Regions from separate parts of the Sus scrofa genome. Here region 1 is linked to region 2. The links are chromatin contacts, called in public Hi-C maps. All regions are on one chromosome and are shown on one strand. The core of a region is the stretch at or near the end of the contact, and the rest is flanking DNA. Distances in the headings are between cores, read along the strand shown. Region 1 overlaps FHL2 (four and a half LIM domains protein 2). Region 2 has its middle 60 kb from the start of C3H2orf40.

Evidence for each region. Hi-C and Micro-C count contacts between places; a contact is called where the count stands out from the background.
Region 1: a contact with region 2 is called in a Hi-C map of fetal skeletal muscle, with 3 times the contacts expected there. The contact joins two enhancer-like sites. A contact is called at or near these places in 12 of 47 Hi-C or Micro-C datasets (embryonic fibroblasts, fetal skeletal muscle, heart right ventricle and 7 more).

Annotation. Positions count from the first base shown.
Region 1 is chr3:49,446,458-49,451,820 of Sscrofa11.1, reverse strand. FHL2 (four and a half LIM domains protein 2) reads right to left here. Exons shown (of 6, transcript XM_021087113.1): 6 at 3,362-5,115. The coding sequence ends at 4,964. Among named protein-coding and RNA genes, the nearest start is that of C3H2orf49, 16 kb to the left of the region's middle. Within about 2 kb of position 2,785, at least 4 of the 83 cell types and tissues checked have an H3K27ac peak or open chromatin away from gene starts, as enhancers often do. A contact at or near this core is called in fetal skeletal muscle and skeletal muscle, where this site is marked.
Region 2 is chr3:49,028,821-49,034,669 of Sscrofa11.1, reverse strand. No RefSeq gene overlaps it. Among named protein-coding and RNA genes, the nearest start is that of C3H2orf40, 60 kb to the right of the region's middle. Within about 2 kb of position 2,114, at least 32 of the 83 cell types and tissues checked have an H3K27ac peak or open chromatin away from gene starts, as enhancers often do. A contact at or near this core is called in fetal skeletal muscle and skeletal muscle, where this site is marked.

The DNA of each region.
Region 1 (5,363 bases), core at 1,536-4,035, 420 kb before region 2:
GTTTCAGGTTCGATCCCTGGCCTCACTCAGTGGGTTAAGGATCCAGTGTTGCTGTGGGCTGTGGTATAGGCCACAGATGTGGCTCAGATCTGGGCTGTAGCTCCAATTCAGTCACTAGCCTTGTAACCTACATATGCCGTGAGTGTGGCCCTAAAAAGCAAAAAAAAAAAAGGACCATTCCGTACAGGAAACTAAAAGGTGATAACACAACATATTTTAAGTTTTTTAATTTTTATTGATATATCATAAAAAGTCCATTTCAGTTCAGTGAATCTACATACATATATGTATGTGTATATATATATATATATACATATATGTGTTTATATATATAAAACCACTACCCATTTCAGTTCAGTCCATTTCAGTTCAGTGAATCTACATACATATATGTATGTGTGTGTGTGTTTATATATATAAAACCACTACCCAGATCAAGATATGGAACAAGGCTGACACTTTCGGTAAAGGGCCAGATAGTAAAAATTTTAGGTTTTGTGGGCCATGCAGTGTGTAAATGAATGGACATCACTGTGTTCCAGTGTAACTCTTTTTAGGAAAACAGGCAGAGGGAAGGATTTAGCACATGAGCCATAGTTTGCCAACAACATAGTGTTTCCAGCACCCAGAAAGTTCCCTCATGCCCTTCCCATTCAGAGGGTAACCACAAGTCTGGTTTCTATCTCTATAGTTTAGTTTCACCTGCTAACATCTGCCTTACACCCTTTTATGTATGTGTTTTATTTCAAGAATTTAATAAGAGGTCTTGGGATTTCCCATAATGGCTCAGCAGTAATGAACCTGACTAGGATCCAAGAGGACACAGGTTCGATCCCTGTCCTCACTCGGTTAAGGATCTGGCGTTGCTGTGAGCTGTGGTGTAGGCTGCAGACGTGGTTTGGATCCTGCATGACTGTGGTGTAGGCTGGCAGCTGCAGCTCCAACTCAACCCCTAGCCTGGGAACTTCCATATATTTTGGGGCCCTAAAAACCAAAAAACCAAAAAAAAAAAAAAAAGAATTTAAGGTAAAAAGTCTGGCTTAATGAAAAGGATTTATTATAGAATGATTTTATTTTTGAGCCTGTCAGGAACACAGTGTAGTGCATTGATTCCAGCGACAGGGCTGTGTAGTTAGGGGTAGAGGTAGAGGTCTTTTGTGTGTGGTCAGACTTGAGGTGGGCGTGACAGCTCAGACCTCAGCTCACCTCTTTCAGAATTTTTCCTTTTATCTTTGCCTTTCAACATTTTGAATGTGATGTGTCTGGATGTGGGTCTCTTCGCATTTTTCTTTCTTTGAGTTTATCATGCTTCTTGGCTGTGCATTTTTAGACAAATGTTTTTTGTTGAATTGGGGGAAGTTTCCAGCCATTAATCCTTAAAATATTTTTCTGTCCCTTTTCTGTCTCCTCCCCTGGTACTCCATCATGCATATGTTGGTATGTTTAGCGATATTCCACAGTGTCTCTATTTCCCTTCATTCTCTGTTTTTCAATTTCTTTTCTTTTTTTTTTTCTTTTTAGGCCCTCACCCTCAGCATATGGAGGTTCCCAGGCTAGGGGTCGAATGGGGAGCTGCAGCTGCTGGCCTACACCACAGCCACAGCACCAGGTCCAAGCTGCATCTGCGACCTACGCTGCCCCTTGTGGCCATACCAGATCCTTAACCCACTGAGCAAGGCCAGGGAGCAAATTTGCATCCTTGTGGAGACTATGCTGTGTTCTTAATTCTCTGAGGCACAATGGGAGCTCCTGTTTTTCAAGTTCATAATCTTTGTTGATCTATCTTCAAGTTCACTAATGTTTTTCTTCTCCCAACTGAAATCTACTATTGACCCTTCTAGTGAATTTTGTCATGCACTTTTCAACTCCAGAATTTCTATTTGATTCTTTTCTTACCCTGTTTACCTCCTTATTAACCAATACCTCAGTTCTCTGAGGAGTGACTGTTCTCATGACCATCCCTTCAATTCTTTAAACGCTCAGCAGTGTTTGCTCTGAGAATCTGGTGTGGCTTGGGAATGTGTTCAGGCCTGTCCAGTCCCACTCTGACTGTCCCTGAGTGGGTACAGCCTGCACGCTCCTGGCCCCCAGGGCTGAGTGGGATTCTGGGATGGCTCTTCTTAGCTCTTTCCCTTGTTAAACTTCAAACTGGGCTGCCATTTTGCTTTTTGCTATTGGTATCCTGGAGCCCCCAGCCCCCTCTTAACTGTCTGCCACCAAGATCGCTCTTGATTTTGACAGTCCCCTCAGGCACAGATTTCTCTATTCTTGGTACCAGATAAAAAGTCAGTGCTCTCGGTGCAGAGCTGCTGAGTTGCCATTCGCAGAGCCTGGGGCAGGACTCCTCCATAAGTAGGTGCTGGGAAGTAGGGGGGCTGGTAGCCCCCAGTCTTCTCAGAGCACACCTTCCAATGTGAAAACTCCACCCTGTGAGCAGGCTGGTGCAGGGGGGATCAGAGCCCCCCCCCCCCGATTTTCAGCCTCTTCCCCTGGGGCAGAGCCCTGGACCATGGGAGCCCTTCCACTCCTGGCTGCAACTGCCCAGAGCAGAGCTTCTGTCATGTGACACGGGGAGTGGGGGCAGGACAGGATCGGCTGTGGCTCAGATGCCACAGGGGCTCACTCTTCTCATTAACATGCAGATTTTCCTGAATAAATGTCTCTCCATTTGCTGTATGCCTCTGGGGATATTTTCAGAGACTAAGTTATTCGGTCTGTATAAATAGTTCCCAGCTAAAGCACTGTTTCACTGGCAGAGGGTCAGCTGAGCTCTGCACCTTTCCATTCCAGAAGTCCCTCCCTGGCAGTTGTTTGAGCCTTGGCTGGGCTGCTTGGAGTCCAGTGGTTCAGCTAGAGATTTGTAGGGCTTTCATGCACATACCATGAGGCTCTCTTTTCTAGAACTTTCCCATTTACTTCCCAGGATCTGTTTGTCCCCAGCTCTGCCCTCTGGTTCTGCAAGCCAGTGAGCTGGCCCTGAGCTCAGAGCCGTAAGAGTGGGAAACCCTCCCTCTTCTTCAAAGACTTCCCTCCAAAGACTTCCTGCTGTGGGTCATGCTCCTGGATTTCCAAATTTTTAAAAATATTTTTGTCCAGGAGTTCTCTTGTGGTGAAGCAGTTTGAGGATCTGGCATTGTCGCTGCTGTGGCACAGGTCCAATCTCTGGCTTGGGAACTTACACATGATGCAGGAGCAGCCAAAACACACACATATATATAATTTGTCCAGAATGGTTGTTACTTGAAGGAGGTTGTTATTCCAACAGAGCTACTCGCTAGACATGGAATTGTGCTCCATCTAGTGTATCATTGGTTTTAATGAAGATCAGGGAAAATGTTCCATCATGAAGACATAGAAAAAATTTTTTTTGAATTTTGCTATTTTTATTTTAAAAAGCACATTTGCAAGAATGCATTTACCTTTATATCATAAAGTAAGAGCCAGCAAAGCAACTAACAAGGTGGAGGGGGGTGGTGGTTATTTTTTTTGAGCAAAGCCTCCAGCCAACAGACCATACAGCCAGAGGCCCGTTTCAGCCACAATCAAGCACTTCTCACAGTGACCAGCACTCAGATTAAGAAACTGGCTTCACAGATGCTCTGCGTAGGTGGGACTTGAGTTCAACCAGATTTTTCTGCTGCATAGCCGATCATTGTATCATACTGCATTATCTTAGAAAGCTAAGGACAAAAAAATCACAGTTGTTATCCCAAAAAGAACCATGCCATGCCCTACCTGGTAAGTTGGCATAAATTCCACATGCCAAGGGCGTGGCCAAAAAAAGGTGAGCACAAAAACCTTAACCTCTTGATGTGCAGTGATTTTTTGGGGTTTTCTGGGTCTAGGGCATAGCGAACCTTTAGAAGTCAGCTCAGGAGCCTACCTGAAAAGGAGTGTTCTATTTAGAGCTGTGATTTCCCTTCTTATCCTTCAGAAACACTCACAGAAGGCTCCCAGGTGGCCTCAGTTGCCCAGGTGTTGACAAAATACAGGTGCGCAGGACATCAACTCTGGTCTGGAGTCACCTGTGCCTCCTGTAAGCCTCCACTCACGGAGGAGAAGGCAGGCAGGTGTGAGGGCTTGGCCGGGAGCACAGGAGAGCATCGAGCTCTGTCCAGAAAAGTGACCCAGTGCTGCCCGCACGTCCATCAGCTCACGTGCTGTCGCTTATGTCACCACATCCTAGGCTGAGCATTAAATTCCCAGGGAGTCTGGGAAAGGGTCAGAGAGGAAGGCAGCTGCCCTGGTGCTGACTGCGGCTTCCTTTTCGATAAAAGGCCTGATGCAATTTCAGTCCGTCAGAGCCCTAGTGGAAGCTGCAGTCAAGTGTTGTTTATGCTGAGACCCTTAACGTTTCATATTTGACCCACTGCACTTGACATAAGATTTCCTCCCGGATCACTTTATCGTGAGCCGGCTCACCTTGCTTTGGGCTCCACGTGACAAAGTTACGGCCTTGGAAATACCATTTTTTTGGCTTTGGCGGGTATTGGCTTGATGTGAGATCTCAGGTCCCAGGCCAGGGATTACTGCCCCTGGCTGTAGCCGCGAAAGCGCCAAAAGCCAAGCACTAGGCCACCGGTCAACGCCCTGACACCAACCCTTCATTAACTCGCGGTAATTGCACTTAATAATTAAAGACACAGTGAAAGAAAGGTCGGTCTATAAAGATAGCATTCAAAAGGATGTTTCCACTCGGATTGTCCTTGCGTGATTCCACGAATGCACAACCACCTCCCACTTCGGGCTCCAGGACCTCCTTCCCTAGGCCTCAGGCACAAGCGCGGAGCAAGGCTGTAAACAGGTGTGGGCGGCACAGGTAGCAGGCGGGGCCGGGGGCCGCGGCACCACCTGGGGGCGGGGCGCGGCGGGGCGGGGCGGGGCGGGGCGCGGCGGGGCGGGGCGGGGCGCGGCGGGGCGGGGCGCACAGGGGGAAAGCAGCGCGAGCAGGCCCTCTAGCGGCTCAGATGTCCTTCCCGCAGTCGGGGCACAGGATGTCGTCTCTCTCGGTGACGAAGCCTCGCCCCACCAGCGACAGCGAGCACTTCTTGCAGTTGAAGCAGTCGTTGTGCCACTGCCGCTCCTCGAAGGAGATGTACTTGGTGCCGCCCAGTCCTGTGGGCGGCGGGGAGGGAGCAGGTGAGGATGGGGAGGAGGCGGGATGGGAGGATGGCGGGGGGGGGGAGTGGGGAGCGGCGGGGGAGGGCGGATGGGGATGGGGTTGAGGGGGAGAGGAGGGAGACGGAGGGGAGGACCAGCGGCGGGGGCGGGGAGGGTGCCCTGGCTGGGTCGAGTCCAGGCCCCGCCCGATCATGGGCCTGGGTGCTGGGCTGCACGCCTAACTCGGATTCTGGGCTCGGGTG
Region 2 (5,849 bases), core at 865-3,364:
TAGGAATCACCAGGTCATTTTAATCCTATGGGGTTTCAACATCTTCATTTGCAAAGATTATGTCTGTATTTTACAGAGAAATTATGAGCATCAGACAAGTACAGAAGCCCTTGCTAATAATACTCTAGGCATCAAGAAGCCCACTGATCTGTCCAGGCTTGTAGTGTCCTGGTCAGCGGTTGCCAACCCTATGGACTATCACAGTCACCCGAGTCAGGAGTAGACACTTTCCAAGCCGTCTCCAGAGTGTCTGATGCCACAGGTCTAGGGAGGAGCCTGAGAATCTTATGGCTCAAGAGATAATTTGTTAGTGTGTATTATAATTTAATATATGTAGAGGTTCTGTTTCTCCAAAGGACCCTAACACACAGCTGCATGTGCAACCCTAACTGAGCCAAAAGGCAGGCTAAGCAGAGCAAGAGGGATGTGGTCCCTGCTGCTCACGTTTAGAAAGGAGAGAAGGGAGTTCCCGTCGTGACTCAGTGGTTAACAAACCTGACTAGTATCCGTGAGGACGCAGGATTGATCCCTGCCCTCGCTCAGTGGGTTAAGGATCTGGTGTTGCTGTCAGCTGTTGTGTACACGTGGCTCAGATCCCACATTGCTGTGTCTGAGGTGTAGGCTGGCAGCTATAGCTCCGATTTGACCCCTAGCCTGGCAACATCCATTTGCCATGGGTGCGGCCCTAAAAAGACACATACACACACAAAGGAGAGAAGGCAGCGGGCAGCTGTTCTTAGAAACATGGGGGTGGTTGTAGGGGCACATGGGAGCGGGGATCATTCTGGTCTGGGGGAGCCCAGAACAACGGTACAACCATGACCCCGGTCATTCTGATGTTCTCAGTCTGATCAGCAGAGATGGTCCCAGGCCGGGTAGGCAGCTGGTCTGCAGCCCTGGGAGCAATGTGATGGGACTGCAGCCTCTGCCGGCCCCTCTGCTGACGTCAGACCCGGCCTGCAGCCCAGCCTCGCTGTCGCCGACCTCTGCCCTGAAGCTTCTCCCTCCCGTTTTGTTTCCTTGCTTTGTCCCTATAATCAGCCTGATTTCCAGTCTTCCAACATCACAAGGCCTCTTCCACCACCCATGGTTCCTCGGCAGTTCTGTTTTCAGACAAAAGCCCGGGACGCTTGCCCAGGGTCCATTACATTGAAAGCCCCGCCTCCAGCAGCACCTGCTACTCCTCTGACCCAGCCCCTGATTCTGCAAGACTCTATAGTTTTCCCTGGTGCAGATTCCAAGCAGGCCAAGAGCTGGGGTTTGGCTGATCAGAGGCTCCCGGGAACCCTGCCAATGGGAGGCAGTGGGGTGTCTTGTAACCTCAGAGGCGACATCTTTCAGAACCATCACAGGCTAACCTTGGCGGCGCTTGAAGCCATTTGGAGATTAGGAGCCGCTGTCCACTGGAGAGGACACTATTGACACCGAGCCCCCTCTGCTGGGCCTGTTTGGGACAAGTTGGGCTTTGTGTCCTTCTATCAAAAGGAAGTTTACCAAAAGGCGTCACCAGGAGCAAAGGGCAGCCGTTTCCTCCAGGGAAAGCAGCGCGGTTCAGTGAGAGCCTTTTGTCCAGATCCACAAGCGAGGAACCGGGGAGCCTGTGGGTCCCTGTCCTGCTCAGCAGGAACCAAGTACGGAATGCGAGCTGGGCGAGGCTGGGGCCCTCGTTCCGGGGCCGGCCTGGCTCCTGGATGGACTCCAGCGGCAGGACAGTTCAGGTCTGTGGAACGAGAGGCAGCATCTTTGCTCCTTCCTTCCAGGTCCACTGCCTCGAGGGTGGATCCCTTCTCCTGGCCCTTCAAGCTTGTGGTTTATGGGAGCCCTGGTGTCAGTATCACCGAGCACACACTGGGCCTGACCCTGTCACTTCCTCCTCAGTGTCCCCTGCCCCCAGCAGCTGTGGCCTGGTGCTGGGCAGGAAATCAGGGTGATTGAGGGGCACCAGCTTTCTGTCCACTGGCCGCAGTGGGGGGCCCAGCCAAGGACTCCGAGGCCCTGGAAGAGGGGGAGCCACAGATGAAGGAGTCTGGTTTCTATGTGACATGTGCAGCCCAGGCCCTGGGCCCTTAGCCACCGACTGCCCTGGACTGTGAGCCGAGTGGTAAATAAGCCTGATTGTGTCAGTCTGCTGCCCCCCAGGGGCCGTATCTCAGGAATTAGACTACCCGCCCTAAAGGTGGTGACAAGACCCAGGTCCACGTTGATGCAGGGATCATGCGGCTTAAGGGGAGGGGCTCCCAGCACCCACCCATCCTGGGAAGTACCCTGGAGCCCTGGGTGTCCTAGTTCCTCACTGCCTGGGCCTCTCCCCACACTCAGGCTCCGGAAGATATCCCTATGTTTCCAGCGCTTGCATCCCCCTCCTTTGCTTTCTTGCTCCCTCCCCCTCCCCCTTGGAGCAGGGCAGAAGTTGTCATTTATATTTTGCATATCTTTCAGGGCTCAGAGTGTAACTTTCAATAGGTCAAAAGTATGGTGTCATCTGAAGCTTGAGTCAATACTGTCAAAGACATATTCCATGAGTTCCCATCATGGACTCAGTGGATGGCAAACCCAGCTAGCATCCATGAAGATGCAGGTTTGATCCCTGGCCTTGCTCAGTGGGTTAAGGATCCAGTGTTGCTCTGAGTTGTGGTGTACGTTGAAGACACGGCTTGGATCCCAAGTTGCTGTGGCTGTGGTGTAGGCCTGTAGCTAACAGCTCTGATCGGACCCCAAGCCTGGGAACCTCCATATGACACAGGTGCGGCCCTAAAAAGACCCCCCCCCAAAATACCCAAAAACCTATTACATCTGTAACAGGAGAACCTGCAGAATAAAAATGGTGGTTTAGAAAGCCATTTAAGGAACTGGCTATGCATATAGGTATTTTGAAAAACAGGATGCAGAATAAGCAGAATAAGGTTTTTGGTTCTATCCACAGATCTATGGCTAATGTTCAATGGGGCTGTGTCACAGAACCATAGCTTCTCCAGTGGAGGGAATGGCCTCACACACAGGACATGGGACGTGTATGGAGCATGCACTGAGCACTGTGTTATAGCTTAAGTGAGGCCGAATAAAAACTCAGGTAGGTAGTGTAGGAATATGGGCTTCGATATGTTCTTTGATATGGTTATTGATTAACATCCGTGACTTACGGGCTCCAGAGAGTAACATCCTCACTGGCCTTGCTTACGACAGGGAGTAGATCTGCTTTACATCCAGGTGGGCATTAATCTCTAACCCACTCCTCCACTGATAGGAAAGGAATGAAAGGAATGGCGACTCCTAGACTAGGGAAGGGAAGGGCAAAGGAACCATGACTTAGTGACTATTTCCACCCCTAAGACCCCTATTGGCCAAGGACTGATATAGGTGAACTGGGCAAGGCCAATGGGAAAAAGAACTGATATCTAGACCCCACATTGGTACCTCCACATCTTTAAGAGATAAAACCCCCATAGAACAATAGAGAGGGGGACTCTTCTTCCCCCGTCTCAGCCTGTCCTCAGAGCTGTTTGCTTTCCTGTTATAAGGACTTTTGCTTTCTTGCTTGCTTCCTGTGTGTTCTCGGAGTTTATTCTTTGGCTCCGTGGACAAGAATCCGGATTCTGGTAACATCTTTCCAGTAACATAAGGATGGATTTCCCAAAGCCCTCACTCCTGAAAGGGAGGGAGCAGCTGAAGTCATTTGGAGCCCATTTTTCCAGGTGGTGTGAAAGGAGCATGTATGGGGCTAAGAGTGGAAACAGGGACAAAAGGGCAGAGCTGGAAGGGGACAGGAGATGGTGGTCAGCGGTCAGCGAGGCAGGGAGTGAAGTCGTGAGCTCTGCCACGTCTTGCAAGTCTAACACCCCATTTGTGGACTCTGTTTCTAGATAAGGGAAAACACAGTCCCAGGTTCCAAAGGACAAAAGCTCGTTTACTCATTTAGTTCACTGAGGGCCCGTGAGTACATTTGAGAGGTTGTACAGCCTAGTGCCCAGAGTCTGTGATGCTGTGTCGGATACTTAACGGCTTTGCTGAGAGGGCAGGTTCTTATCACACACACACAAACAGTAATAAAGAGGGCGGGAGGCGTATGCTTAAAGCACAGATCAAGGTGGTGGTTTCACAGGTGTATGTTCATCTCCAAACTCATCAAGTTTTATACATTACGTACAAATAGACTTTTGTACATCAATCATAACTCAATAAAGTGGGTTTTTAGGAGTTCCCATCATGGTTCAGCATAACAAACCAGACTAGGATCCATGAGGATGCAGATTCAATCCCTGGCCTTGCTCAGTGGGTTAAGGATCCAGTGTCGCCGTGAGCTGGGGTGTAGGTCGCAGACGTAACTCAGATCCTGTGTTGCTGTGGCTGTGGTGTAGGCTGGCAGCTATAGCTCCAATTCGACCCCTATCCTGGGAATTTCCATATACTGCGGAGGCGGCCCTAAAAACACCCAAAAAAGGTCTGTTTTCTATAGAAAAAAACCAAAAAGCTACCAGTGCTTCTAGAACCCCGCTCCTGCCCCTTCCTGTCACCAGGTTCCCAGTGGTGACCCCTCTCCTAACCTCTGACACCGTAGATGCCTTTAGCCTGTGTCTGCACTTTATGGAAATGTCACCATACAGTGGGTATTCCTTTGGGCCCAGTTTCTTGCATGGAATATTCTCTTTATGCACACATTAATTCACACTGTTGCATGTGGTTGGAGAGCATCTGTGCTCCTTAGGTTATGGAATTCCACAGTGTCCAAGGACCACAGTTAGTTTATTAGAGACGTGGTTTTAAAACACATCTGATTAGTGTCATTTTCTAGACTGGACACAACATAGCGAAGAACCTCCATGTTCTTCAGTTAATCCCGAAAGGAAGGTTTCCTATAGGCTTAAATTGTACCTCACAGCCCAGCTCTGGGCACCTGCCTTCCAGGTAATGAGCATGAAGTTAAAACACCCTGTTTAACTCCCGGGAGCCCCCTGACCAGCCGCACCTGGGAATGGCTGCAGGTGGAAGCCGTGAACACATCCCTTCAGAGGATGCAAGGGACCTGGAAATGCTTGGCTTTACTCCCGCCCCTCTGAGCAGAAAAGGAGCCTGACTCCTAACTCAGGGAAGGTGGTTCTTTTGGGCACAAGCACACCATCTTCTCGGTCCGCTGGCTTTCTGGATAAAGTCTCTAGTCCTTGTCCCCACAACTCCTCTCTGGATTTCTTGGCCTGTCATGCAGGGAACAGTACAAGTCTGGACTCCGAAACAGACTTCGGCAAACGCAGGAAAGAACCTTGCTGCCCATGGCCCGGCAGGCCCAGTTGGGGAATATTGAATAAGGCCCTAGCGGCTGCCAGGGCCCCTTGTGCTGAGGACCTGCCCTTCAAAAGTCCCCAAAGCAGCACCAGGTGCCCCAGAGCTTGGCAGCTGGAACTAGGAATGGACATTTGGGAGCCGTCAGGATCCACACAGTCGGGTAAGTCTCCCGGGGTGTGGAGCCGGGAACTTTACTTCCTCTCCATCCAGGGCTTCTCCTCTGGAACAAACCGGTGTGTTCTGTACGTGAGGGGTTCACCCTGTTGGTGGAAAGAGTTGTTGGACTTTTACTCAATTTGTGAGCTAGTTTGCCTCCTTCTTTGGGTGCTCGTATTTGTGTGAGCTGTTTGTGGTTTTTTCATCTTAAATTTTCTGTCTTTAAGATGAGTTCCTCTCATGGCACAGTGGAAACGAATCTGACTAGGAACAGTGAGGTTGTGGGTTCGATTCCTGGCCTCGCTCAGTGGGTTAAGGATCCCTCGTTGCCATGAGCTATGGTGTAGGTCGCAGATGTGGCTCGGATCTGGCGTTGCTGTGGTTCTGGCATAGGCTGGCAGCTGTAGCTCTAATTG